Regions from separate parts of the Mus musculus genome. Here all the other regions are linked to region 1. Evidence: chromatin contacts called from public Hi-C and Micro-C data. All regions are on one chromosome and are shown on one strand. Each heading gives the region's core, a stretch centred on a gene start, on an enhancer-like site or on the middle of the called end of the contact. The rest is flanking DNA. Distances are from core to core; before and after follow the strand shown.

Region 1 (4,029 bases), core at 619-3,118:
ACAGAAGGGTTCTGGTCTCCCCAATTCAGGCCCCAACTTTATTCTTTCTAAGGACAAGATACCAAAGAATCTCTAACTCCGGTGTGCCGCTAGGGGGAGCATGGCCTGCGTTGTGTGTCTGGTCTTAGGGCTTTTAACATTTAGATTACTTTAGTGACTGACTTTCTGCTTTGGTAGCCTGACTCACACTGTTTGACTGGAAGGGTCCCAGAAAATTTTAGTTGATATTGTCAACTCCAGTGAATTTGATCTTATTGTAGAAAGGGGTGGACTTGCCTCATCTGGGTTCGGAGACTAGGCAGGTGTGTGTTCCTTGGGTTCAGATAAAGAGCAGAATTTGCTGTGTTTAAGAGGAAAGAGAAACAGAGCTTTAGTGATACTGAATTCCTATGCAGATGTGGGGATTCTGGGCTTATCACTACTTAAGGATCTGTAGTAGTCTGCCATTTCTACTTGGGTTTTATGTCGTGTTTTTGTGTATTATCTTCAGCATATATTTGTGAGTTAAATTCAAGTCAACCAAAGTCTGGTTTTGGGAATTTTGTAGCATACTGAAGGTGAGTCAACATCACAAGGAATTCTGCAAGGGATAAGCGTTACAGATTCCATCAGGGCCCCCCCACCCCTCCCCCAGCATTATTTTGAGGAGCAGCATTGGAGAATGGCCTCCTTGAGCCTCATTGTCTTCATCCTCATCAGCCTCCACCTTCCCACATGCAGTCAATCCATTTACCAACCCCGAGTTCTACTTGAAAAATATATCTACTAGATTGGTGGAGGAGAGGTACTAACAATTGGGGGGTGGTGGATGAGAGCTGAGTGCCTAATTTGAAGTGTTTTTGACTAATAGCACCTTGACACTGCACCTCACACCCTAGTCCTCTGCCACCCCAGTATGAGATATATTCATAGAAAGTAGAAAGTCGGGAGGAGGCTGGCTCAGTGACAGGTGGCCAGTTGGCGATGAGGTCAGGCACTGCTAAGGTCTTGTGACTCTAGCTCTGGTATTCTTGGCAACTGTTCTGCTTAATGTATGCCAGAAAGTTGAAAGGCTTGGACACTGGTTTTGGATCTCTCATTTCCTGGTTCAGTAAATGGGAGCAAGTAATTTAACTTTACTTTAGATACATTTTTAAAATGTGTTAAATTAATATAACACCAGTCGTAACTTTTAGGACTACTCTGTCAGAGAAAAAAATGAACCAGGATTTGGGAGGTTATTTTGGGAAGATGTAAGATAGTACTTGGGGGTAGGGCAGGGCATTTTTTCTCTAGTTTGCAGCAGATATTGTGCATGTCATAGATGTTATCGGTCATTAAATCTTTGGGCTAGAAGGGTGGCAGATAGATTTACCTTAACAGGACTTAGATAGAGTCTTCACTTTCCCTTGGAGGCCCACACTTGTGGTTCTTAGAAAATGAGCTGGTTTTCAAGATCAGGCTTCTGTGTACTTTATAGCAAAACATAAAGGACTAGGAGACCCTTGACTTGTCTCTACTCTCAGTTCCTAACTAGTTAGGTAAGTGTGGATCAAGTATCTGATCTCTCTGGGCCTCAGTGATCCCATCTATAAAATGGTAGCAAACCTATCTGACCAGTGTGTTAAGAGCATCAAACAAACTAGTACATCTATTTTGAGAGGGTTAGGCAGCATCCAAGCAAAAGTATACATAGGGCTACTAAAAGGGCCTTCTGTGTCCCAGGTACGGCCCTGGCACTTGTACAGTTTCTCATTGGAGGCCTGGGCTGTGGATCTTTTGTTCAGAGAGGAGGCTGTTTGCATTGTGTTTGATGTCCTGGCTCTGACTGTAGACTTAAACAGTGTTCCTCCTAATCCTGATCTAGTTTGTTTCTTCTCCTTTGCAGGAAGACAAGAGACTGCTTGGGCTCTGGCACTAGTACCATGGGACCCTGTACTGGCTAAAAGCTGTCTCCAGGACCTGAACAGTCAACAAGGTAACCAGAGAGGCCAGTCTAGGCCAGCTTCTAGGATGTGAACTGTGTTTCTGCCCCAAATGCTCCTGAAAAATCCCAAGCGAACAAACAAGTTGAGGCAGCACGCATCAGGGTCCCTCCTCATTCCGCTGCTGCTGCAGGACCCAGAGGAAGTGCTTGCTTCCCCTCCAAGCCTTCAGCTAGCTCCCTCCCCTTTGGCAGGGATTCTTCCAAGTTATAAAAGCTGAGACACTAGAGGGGAGGAAAACAAGTCCACTCACTGTCCTCACCCTTCTCCCCTCTGGGTTGTTGCAGCAAGTTCCCAGGAACAGACCTGGGCTCCTGGTTGACTGGAAGGGAGGTAGGAGGAGTGGAATGCATGCATAAACTGAGCCGATCAAAAGACCGCGCTGTTTCAAGGCCGGCTAGAACTCAGAGAATGTGTAGAAGCACGCGCACGCATAAACGTGCGCGTGCTAGCTCGCTCCTGGGACACCGGGTTGAGGGAGAGCGCCTAGCTGAGTGAGAGCAAGCCTGCAAGCGTGTGTGCAGCCTAGGACAGGTCTCCATGACAACCAGCCTGACTGGCTAGCTGCGCTAGCTCTGCTCACTTGGCTGGAAGGAGTGTCTTGAAAGGTCAGAGGAAGGAGCTGTGGGAAGTTCGCAGCAGGTACTGGAGCTTAAGCCAGTGGATCTGGGGGCCCTGGGCTCCCTAAGCGACTGTGGTGTGAGCCAGCCTCTGTGGAGAATGGAGTGGGCAAGAAATCACCCGGACTACCAGGTAAGGGCACCTCTGAGCCCCTTGCTTTGAGTCGGGCTGTTTATGGCAGGCCAGTGTCTGTGCTCTTCACTTCAGAGTTTGGGGGTCGAGAATGATGTCATACTCCAACAGTTGGATTCTATTAGCTCCGGGAGGAGGAGGGAAACTGCCAATTTTCTTGACTTTGCAAATCTAGCTAATCTCACTCTGGCTGAATCGGAGATGTTTAGGCTTCACTCTGCTTTTATTTAGCACAAAGCCACTGGATATTTTCACAGGAAGGTTCTTTTATAGGAAAATGAGTTCTCATCGCTCTAGCACTGTTGAAGTTCTTATGTGGAAACTTTTGAGCAGCTTGGTCGGTTTTACCTCGTGCTCTCTTATCTCCATGCTGCTATGTCTGACTTGTAACAACAATCAAAGTAGCTAATGAAGCTCAGAGAGGAGCCTGCAGTGAGTTTCAAGTCCATCTGGGACACTTGACAGGGCAGAGGGACTGGCACAACAATATCTGAGCGGGGGCCTTGCACTGTCTATGAAGTAGCTTTGGAAATAGGAAACAACCCCCTCCCCATTAATGATGCCCATCACAGGGTTTCTTGAGTTGTGGAGGGGACTTTCTTGGGTTTTGGGGACTTGCAAATATCTGTCTCATCCAGATGTTGCAGAGAGCTGTCTTAACACTACAGCTACGGGGAGCTGGGAACTTGAAGGACTATGCTGTATGATCCCTTTTGCTCCTATTTTAACCAAATCCCAGCACACACAGTGTCCAGTCATGCATGCCTTGTCCTAAATTTCAGAGGAGTGATGTGTGGTAAACACAGCGTGTCTAGGAAAGGAAAGCCTTCCAGAAAGGTAGTTTTATAGGTGTTAAAGTAGTCAGGCCATCCATAATGTTAAGAGAAAGATGAGAGTTGCGGACTCTCCTGCAGGAAAGCCCCTTAAGAAATGCACTTCACTTCAGCCATGTTACATCTTCCACTTACTCCTGGCCTCAAGGAACTTTGTGGAAGCTTTTAGTTTCTCAGTGGGGCCAGGGAACAGCTGTTGTTCCTGGCTCTTTGGTTTTTCCTTCTTGAACTTTCTGAACAGTGTGTCTTTTGTGTCCGAGCAAACAATAAGGGGGCCTTCTGATTAACTTCGGGTCAGCTTGCCAGTACAAGCGCTGGCTCTACCACTGGTTCTGGCAGCCTGAATGTATACTGTATGCATCAGTTTTGTGGCCCGAGGGTCTGCCAGTGTGAACAACATGGCCTCTGGACCTCAGATAACCTTCTTTCACAGTTAATTCCTCTTTCTTCCACACTCTCAGAGTCCTCTGCTTGGGGGG
Region 2 (4,029 bases), core at 967-3,466, 250 kb before region 1:
TGTTTTGAAAGCCTGGGAGGCCTCATCCCCTCAAAGGCTGTTGTGTAGCAGGGACAGACAGACTCTGAAGCCCAGTGATGCCAAGTCTAACCTAGGTATGGGACACTTATGCTGTCTCTCCAGAACGGCAAGAATCCTAGATATTGCCTGGGCCACCTGCCTCTTCAGGCCTGGTCATGGCCTACATCCTGCAGGAGTGGAGGTGACAGGGAGAAGGCGCATTTCAGACACAGTTCCTGTGGGGACCTCAGCTAGACAACAGAGGGCAGAAAGCAGCTAACCCCAGCCACTTCAGGCTCTGACAGTGGTGATATTTAACACCCCCTCCCCATCTTTCCCCTATGGAAATTTGAAGTAAAAAACCATATTGACTTTAATTTCAAGTGTCAGAAAGGTTGCCCAGGAGTCTGGGAGCCGACAAACTCAAAACAGGTTTGTGTGGAAACCAGAACAAACAAAACAGGATTCAGAACAATTTTTGACATCTGAACCAGTTGTGAATTTTCTCCAGGTACCATAACAACAACAACAGCAACAACAGCAGCAACAACAAAATGACCCTTTCAGGCAAAAAGCACTAGGCCTTATTATGGATTTATATTCCTGGTGATACATAAACTTGGAGTAACGGAGCAGGGGATACAAACGACAACTGTCTTTACCAGGCACGAGGGTGCTGGAAGAGGCTACTTAGGGTTTAATGGGCAGCTTTATGTATTTATGTGCTTTGACTGAAGAGCGCTGTGCGCTGTGCCACACAATGGGAAGTTTTGAGTTGGATTTTAGAAGAAATAACTTTGATCATTTCAAAAGCAATGAAGCCTGATGCACGCAGGAGAAAAGAAGGCGGTAATTTATGGCGACCATTAAAGACACTCCGACAAAGGCTGGAGGGAACATTTCACTAAGTGAAGATTTACAAATGTGTTAAAACAAAACAAAACAAAAAAACCCACCCTTCAAACTAGAAATAGCCAAGTGTCTCTCTCAGCAGCAAATACAAAAGGAGTGGGAGGGAGGAGCCAGAGACAGAGAAAGGGGTGGGACCTGACTGCCTTTACTGGAGAGGAAAGGTTAAAGGGAAAACACAGGAAAGTTCTTTTCTCAGAGTCTCCATCCACAGCAGAATACATAACATTCCCCAAAAGACAGGCTCAGCCTGGCCCCTGAGCAGACACAGGCTGGGGTGGCAGACAGCTGCTCAGAGAGCTGAGGTGGGAAGCTGTAGCGGTAGCCAGACCCCCTAGAAGATGTGTGTTCTTGTACATGTGCTAGGTGGGGGGTTTTGGTGAGGTATTAATAATAATAATATCAAGGAGTTAGTGGTGTGAATACACACACACACACATATATATGTGCAGTATATGTAGTAATGAAGATGTATGTAAATATTCACAGGAGAAAATGAGTAAGAACCATTCAGAGAAATCCAAATTCATATCTCTGCGTATGGCCTTCTGTTTCTTCCATCAAGGGGTCCCTAAAGCATTTGTTCCTAGAATGATGCAGACTGTAATGGCCTCAGTCACCGGAGCCTGGAAAAGATGGGAAGGCCTGGGCGTGGGGAATAGGTGCTGGCCATGGCCTCTATTTGCAGCTCACCATTTCTGATATTTATAAGTTCCTGTGGGTCATAGATACCCCAGGACAAAGTTTGTGTGTGTGAGGGGGGGAGGGGAGGAGAGGGGGGAGTGGAGAGAGAGAGAGAGAGAGAGAGAGAGAGAGAGAGAGAGAGAGAGAGAGAGAGAGAGAGATCGTTCTCACATCACAGCTTCAGGGTGACTTTGGAACTAAGGTATCAGCGAGGTCTGGCTAGGGCCAGGCTCAGGCAGTCAAATGTGTAATAGCCTGGGCAAAGCAGCTGGGGTCACTCAGATAGCCTTGTTCTGAGTCCTCTTGTATGTGGAACCCCAAGAAAATGTTGCTGGAGGGGTGCTGGGCCTGGGGTCCCATTGTATGGGTACTCTCCGAGACACTCTCGGGGCGCCCTGTGACTTCTTCAGTTTGGAAGGACCGGGTCAAGTTGGAGGGCACTGGGCACAGGGGAGCCAAGACTCCGCGAGCGAGCGGGAGAGCGAGCGCAGGGCTCTGCTGACAGCGGCTCGGGCCACGGCGGCCGCGCCCCCTCCGCCCCGGGCCGGGGAGGGGCCAGACGGGCGGGGCGGCACTGAAGACCGTGTGAAAATGAGGCCGGGGCTCCGGGGCGGGCGGGGCCGGGGGTGTCGCGGGCGCAGAGGCCGGGAGCCCGCACACGCCTCCCCGCGCCGCTGCCGCCGCAGGCTCTACGCGGCTCTGCGCTGCGGCTGCCATGGGGGTCGCGGGTTGCGGTCGGCCTCGGGAAGCCCGGGCGCTGTTGCTGCTGCTGCTGCTGCTGCCGCCGCTGCTGGCCGCCGCCGTCCCTCCCGACCGGGGTCTCACCAACGGGCCGTCCGAGGGTGAGTGTGCAGCCGCGGGGCGCACCTGGCACGGCGCAGGACAGGGACTCCTGAGTCCCCTTGCCTAGTCTCTCGATCCGGAGAGCCCTCACCCTCTGTCCCTGCCATCGAAGGGCTGTTGACCTTTCCCGCCCTGGTACCTATGTTTTTTGTTTTTGTTTTTTTCTTTTCTTCTGAAAAGGTTCTCTGAGAGTGCCTGTTGTCCAGTATCTGTTGCTGAATGGGACTGGGGCCCAGGGTCCAGCCCCCCTTGTGTGGATGGGGAAACTGAGCTCGTGGCAATTTGGCCCCCTTTTTTCCTTTGGGGCTGATAAGTTCTGCTAGCTCCAGGATGAGCTGCGGAGACTTCTGTGGGCACGGAACTGTTACTGTGCCAAGACCTGGAATGGCCCTAAACCTCCAAATTTGGAGCAGCCATGTAATAGAACTCTGCACAGTCTACTTTGACTGAACTTAAAATTCTTTCAAAACTCGTTCGCTTTTATCTTCATATCCAGGAGTGGTATCGACTCTGGAGATGCTTTGGCTATGGTGGGTTTGCAGGTTGAGAGAACTGGCAGGGTTGGGGCTGGGGCCTCTGGGACACTATTCCTACCTTGCACAGTCTGAGGGCTCAGGATGCTGTTTGCTTGAGACCAGGGAAACTTCCACCCCCACATCCCAGACTCAGAAAGCTGAGAGACAGCTGTCTTGGCGGTCTTCTGGAACTTTCTAGCCAACTCTGCTCTTTGTTCCTCTCCCTTAGCAGGCAGTCTACTATATTCTTATATGCCAGGCACGGTGCTGGCTTGGCATCAAAGAGCTAATTCAGTTGTCAGGTCACGGTGGAGAGACAGGTGAGGGTGGACAGGGACAACCCTGCATACTCTGTGCTCTGAATGAGCTAAATACATGGGAGCCTGTGGTGGGAACATCTACCTGACATTAGGGGATCGTGGCTCACTTCCAAGAGGAGGTGCATCCACAATCTGAACTGGGTCTTGGAGGCCAGTAAGGGCAGCCTCCTTACTTGGCTGATTCCACTTGGAAGAGTGCATCTGGAAATTGGCCTGGGCATGGTATCCTTTATCCCAGGGTGTCGTAGCAGTATGGGGGTGGTTGGAGGAGTGGAGAGGGGTGGGCTTGGGGGAGGTGGAGAGAAAGAGAGAAAGAGAGAGAGAGAGAGAAAGAGAGAGAGAGAGATCACTCACAGCGTGGATAGCATAAAAGGTGCTTGCTGTGTTCTTTTGCAGATGTGGATGAGTGTGCCCAAGGGCTCGATGACTGCCATGCTGATGCACTGTGTCAGAACACACCCACTTCCTACAAGTGCTCTTGCAAGCCTGGCTACCAAGGGGAAGGCAGGCAGTGTGAGGGTAAGTGATTTGGGCAGTGGGTAGGTGGGCAGCGGGGAAGCGGCCACCTCCTTAGCTTTTGTAGCTCCCGTTGGCTAAATGACTCCTCCTATCTTGAATTCTGCCACCTGCTTTTTGAAATGATTTTCAGATCCTCAAAGGGCTGGGACATTGGGTCCTTTCCCGAATGGTTACAGTTTTCTCTGGCTCCAAACGTCCTTTTGTGTGGCTCCTGGAAAAGGAAATGCAATGCTTTGCTG
Region 3 (4,029 bases), core at 1,021-3,520, 150 kb after region 1:
AATGGCTTCTCTGTGCACTTCAGTGGGAGAAAGAGGACTCCATGTCGGCCTCTCACTACTGGATTTTGTCTTTGAAGTAGCTGGGGGGCTTTGCTGGAGAGTCCTTAGGACACAGCCTTCCTTGGCTTTTGTTGCCATTGGTACCAATGTTTGGGTCTGCAGCCACTCCTCAGCTTGTGCTGGCCCATGGGTTCCAGGGAAGTGAAATGTCCCTCTGAAGACCCTAGAGCAGAGAGACCCGTGGCACCAGGCTTTCCTGTGTGCATTCCATGCCAGCTCTGTTGTCACTAGGACTTTGATTAGAGCAGTGCACCTGCTGCTGCTAAATGACCTCGCAGTGAAGACGTTGCAGCTGAAGAGGAGATATGAAAGTTCTAGAACAAGTCATCTAGAAGGAGAAGCCCGCACTCTCATCCTGTCCTCTACCTTCCATGCACCCAGCAGGATGTTTGACTTTGATTCCCAGGCACTGGCTGTTGCCTAAGCTCCCTAGTCTTAGTTCAGCTACTCTGAAAAGTGCCACGGTCTCAACTCTACAACACAACCTCCTTACAATTCTGGTGAATCTGGAAGGCGTTTTCACTGGCTTCTTTTCATACTTCTGAGCTAATCACTCCAGGAAGAACACATACGAGCTTATCTTTAGAGCACTCGAAGGGCCATAGGCATCACAGAGAGTTAAGCCGAGTCTCCCATTGCCTGCCAGTGAGCTCTCTGCTGCGTAGAGTGCAGCCCCAGTTCTTCTGTAAAGGACTTTGAGGTCACTGGGGTGCTGCTCACGGCTGAAGTGGAGTCTGGGTTGTATTTCCTGTGATTATTGAGATTTGCGGAAGAATGAAGGATAATGGCTGAGGTAGAGAGCAGGTATACCATTACCAAAGCATGCTGACACCTGAACTCTTTTTAAAAATGTTTATTTATTTTATATATATGAGTACCCTGTCGCTGTCTTCAGACACACCAAAAGAAGGCATCAGATCCCATTACAGATAGTTGTGAGCCACCATGTGGTTGCTAGGAATTGAACTCAGGACCTCTGGAAGAGCAGTCAGTGCTCTTAGTTGCTGACACCGCTCCAGTTGTCACTGTCTCTCCAGTCCCAGACACCTAACTCTTAACACCTCTTATAATGGCTCCATGAGATTTACATCAGCCTGTGGAAGAGGACATTCTAGCCCAGAGATGAGAACTGACTCACCTAAACAGAACTGTAAGCCTGGCATATGTGAGAAAATGCATCTTGTCTTCACATCCCTGAATCAATTGTTGTGGACCAGATCCTGGATATTCAACCTCAGCAGTGATCTCATAGTCATAAAAGATGGTCCTGAAAGTAGTCAGAATGTTGTTCCCTGGGCCTGGCGAAGCTTTCCGAGGGAGTGTCCCAGGTCCTGGCTGGCAGCTGCAGAACTGTGCTACAATCTGCTCTCTCCTTTAGGAGTCAAGCCAAACACTTCTCGGTTGCATGTGAGTCTATCTCTTTAAGAAGCTCTCTCTCTTTAGTTCTCTCGTGAAGTCCTTCACAGACCAAGCCTGACTCTTGCCCACATCACCTGGTCCACAAGGAAACAGGCACTTGCTCACACATAGGCTGAGAGTCTCCTCCAGTAGCCTGAGCAGACTCACCCGAGCCTCTAAGGTTTTGTGAGTTTCACTCTGCTGGCTTTCATTGCAGACCTACTGAATTCCACTCACGCCTTTCCTCTTCCTCCCACTTCAGTCTCTAGGGTCCTCATTGTCTCAGATCATCAAGGCCCTGGGTACTTTCCAACTCTTTCATCTCCTATGACCCCGTTTGACTCTGGTCAGCGGGAGTGCCCCTCAGAGTAGCTTTAATTAACACAGGAGCCTTTTGAGGTGGTTGAGAGCTCACTGCCAGTGATAGCAACAACACTACTATTAAAAATCAACATGTAAAAAACCGATATGTGACACCAGCTACTAGCTAGGTTAGTTGCTTCTTCACCTGCCTCGTTTGGCTGTTCTGTGATCTCCTACTGTTAAAAAAAACAGTCTGCCTATCTGAAGCTGTTAAAACGCTCAGATATTCTGAGCCCTTATATTCATAAGTCCGTTTACCTCTGTATGGTAAATTACCTCTCCTTATCTGCATCCCCAGCCAGAGAGAGAGAAAGAACTTTCAGTGTATGATCCTCTTTCCTGCTGTATATCAGCCCAGTGCTCTCTGGTGATGTTAACCACTGTGAAGCAACCTGAAACCAGCAGTGAGCAGAAAGAGCTTTGGAACAACAACAGAGACAGATGGTACACACCCATGCGGCCATTCTAGCATGTGTGACATCATAAGCCCACACATGGGATATAGCTTGAGCAAGCAAGTTTAGAAACATGGTTTTCTTTAAGGTTGCTTCTCTCTCTCTCTCTCTCTCTCTCTCTCTCTCTCTCTCTCTCTTTTCTGGGGGTGGGAAGCATGGGGTGTGCAGTTGTGAGACAGGGTTTCTCTGCATAGCCCTGGCTGTCCTGGACCTCTTTCTGTACACCAGACTGGCTCACACTCAGGGCTCAGGGACCCTCCCGCCTCTGCCTCCTGAGTGCTGGCATTAAAGGTGTGCCCCCCCCCCCCCCCCGGCCACGACCTGCGTAAGGAGCTGCTCACTTTCTACATTCAAGCAATGAGGAGATTAGAAGTGAGGAGTTAGGATTTGTATAATGGAAACTGCCAAGAAGGAAGACGGCAACTTCACCTGAAGAAAGGCCACATATGAGGCTGCCGAAGGGACACGCCAAGCCTTCCACTCTGAAGAGACTCTGGAAGCGTTACTGGACTCTGCCGCATCTCAGCTGGGCATTTATGTGCTAGCTTCCGTTAGTTCTGCTTAGTGAGACTATGTCATAGTTACGGTTTGAGAAGTCATCCCACCCAAAATAATGGTTGCTTTGTTATGTTTTGTTTCAAGACAAGGTTTCTCTGTGTAGCCCTGACTGTCTTGAAACCCTCTCTGTAGGGAAGGCTGGCCTCAAACTCAGAGATTGATCTGTCTCTGCTTCCTGAGTGCTGGGATTAAAGGCATGGGCCACCACTGCCCAGCCAAAATAATGTTCTTAAACTAATTCATTTCGTTGTTAAAGACACAGTATGTTTCAGATATCTGGGGTGAATTGATGAGGGACAGCATGTCATCGTCCTGCTTTATCTGCAGAAATGTTATCTTGCTGGAAGAACCAGAGATATAATAAACTCAGGACATGTATACTATGTGTCTGTTTGTTATTTTATAATTACTTCTCACTAGGATACTGGATTTCTAGCCAATGGCAAAAAATTAAGATCATCTAGCAGGTTTCCCAGGCTAGACCAAGATTCCTACCTATCCTTGGGCTTAGATGGACTTGGGAAATCTGGGTAGTCACTGTCTCCACTTTCCTCCTTGTTTCAGTGAAAGAACAAAGCTTTCTCTGAATTTTGAGAATACCGTGTGGCAAACACTAGAACAGTAACTCCAGAACTCCAGAAGGAGACGTGGGTGGTGTAGTGGGAGAGGGTGCTCAGCAGGTTACAGGAAAGCTACTAGACAGGTCAGAGGCTGGGTAAAGAGCTGCATGGGTGATTGTCAGAAAAGACAGGGAGCTCTCAGGCAAGATGGCAAGTCAGGTGGTAAGGACAGATGAAAAGACAGTGGTGTGCTCACACAGGCAGACAAAAAGAAGGAGATGGGTCTGGAATGAATGGAGCTCAGTTGCTTGCTTAGCGTGCACAGCACCCTGAGTTCCATCCTTACTGCCTCATAGACCTGGGTGTAGTAGAGCAGCACTTGAAAGGAGGAGGCAGGAAGATCAGAAGTTCAATGTCTTCCTGAGCTACATAGCAAGACCCTGTCTCAACAAACAGATGAACTGAGATGAGGAGGAGGGCAAGAGTCCCTAACACTTGGGTCCCGTGGAGGAGGAGGACAGTTAGGAGCAGGTGAGCTGGCGCTAATGAAGGGTTAAGAATGGGTTCCTAGTCTCAGGGTGGTCTCCCCTCACCCTCTAAAGACCCGAGTTCAGTAACAGAGCAAAGGGTTCTTG

The links. Hi-C and Micro-C count contacts between places; a contact is called where the count stands out from the background.
Region 2: a contact with region 1 is called in a Hi-C map of embryonic stem cells, with 1.6 times the contacts expected there. The contact joins the promoter of Scube2 here to the promoter of Denn2b in region 1. A contact is called at or near these places in 4 of 484 Hi-C or Micro-C datasets (all in embryonic stem cells) and 2 of 115 datasets of contacts at active chromatin or transcription factors (extraembryonic endoderm stem cells and trophoblast stem cells).
Region 3: a Micro-C map of the AtT-20 cell line shows a contact between it and region 1, with 6 times the contacts expected there. The contact joins the enhancer-like site here to the promoter of Denn2b in region 1. A contact is called at or near these places in 2 of 39 promoter capture datasets (the 3T3-L1 cell line and liver), 5 of 484 Hi-C or Micro-C datasets (the AtT-20 cell line, the G1E-ER4 cell line, Th1 cells and 2 more), 1 of 115 datasets of contacts at active chromatin or transcription factors (embryonic stem cells) and 3 of 9 other capture datasets (adipose tissue, liver and pancreatic islet).

The regions. Positions count from the first base shown.
Region 1 is chr7:109,614,986-109,619,014 of GRCm38.p6, reverse strand. It overlaps Denn2b (DENN domain containing 2B), which reads left to right and starts at 1,868. Exons shown (of 20, transcript NM_001001326.1): 1 at 1,868-1,957.
Region 2 is chr7:109,863,866-109,867,894 of GRCm38.p6, reverse strand. Scube2 (signal peptide, CUB domain, EGF-like 2) reads left to right here and starts at 2,216. Exons shown (of 22, transcript NM_020052.2): 1 at 2,216-2,435; 2 at 3,668-3,790. The coding sequence starts at 2,309.
Region 3 is chr7:109,466,017-109,470,045 of GRCm38.p6, reverse strand. The region is part of intron 10 of Trim66 (tripartite motif-containing 66); the gene reads left to right. Among named protein-coding and RNA genes, the nearest start is that of Stk33, 29 kb to the right of the region's middle. Within about 2 kb of position 2,270, at least 14 of the 459 cell types and tissues checked have an H3K27ac peak or open chromatin away from gene starts, as enhancers often do. A contact at or near this core is called in the AtT-20 cell line, where this site is marked.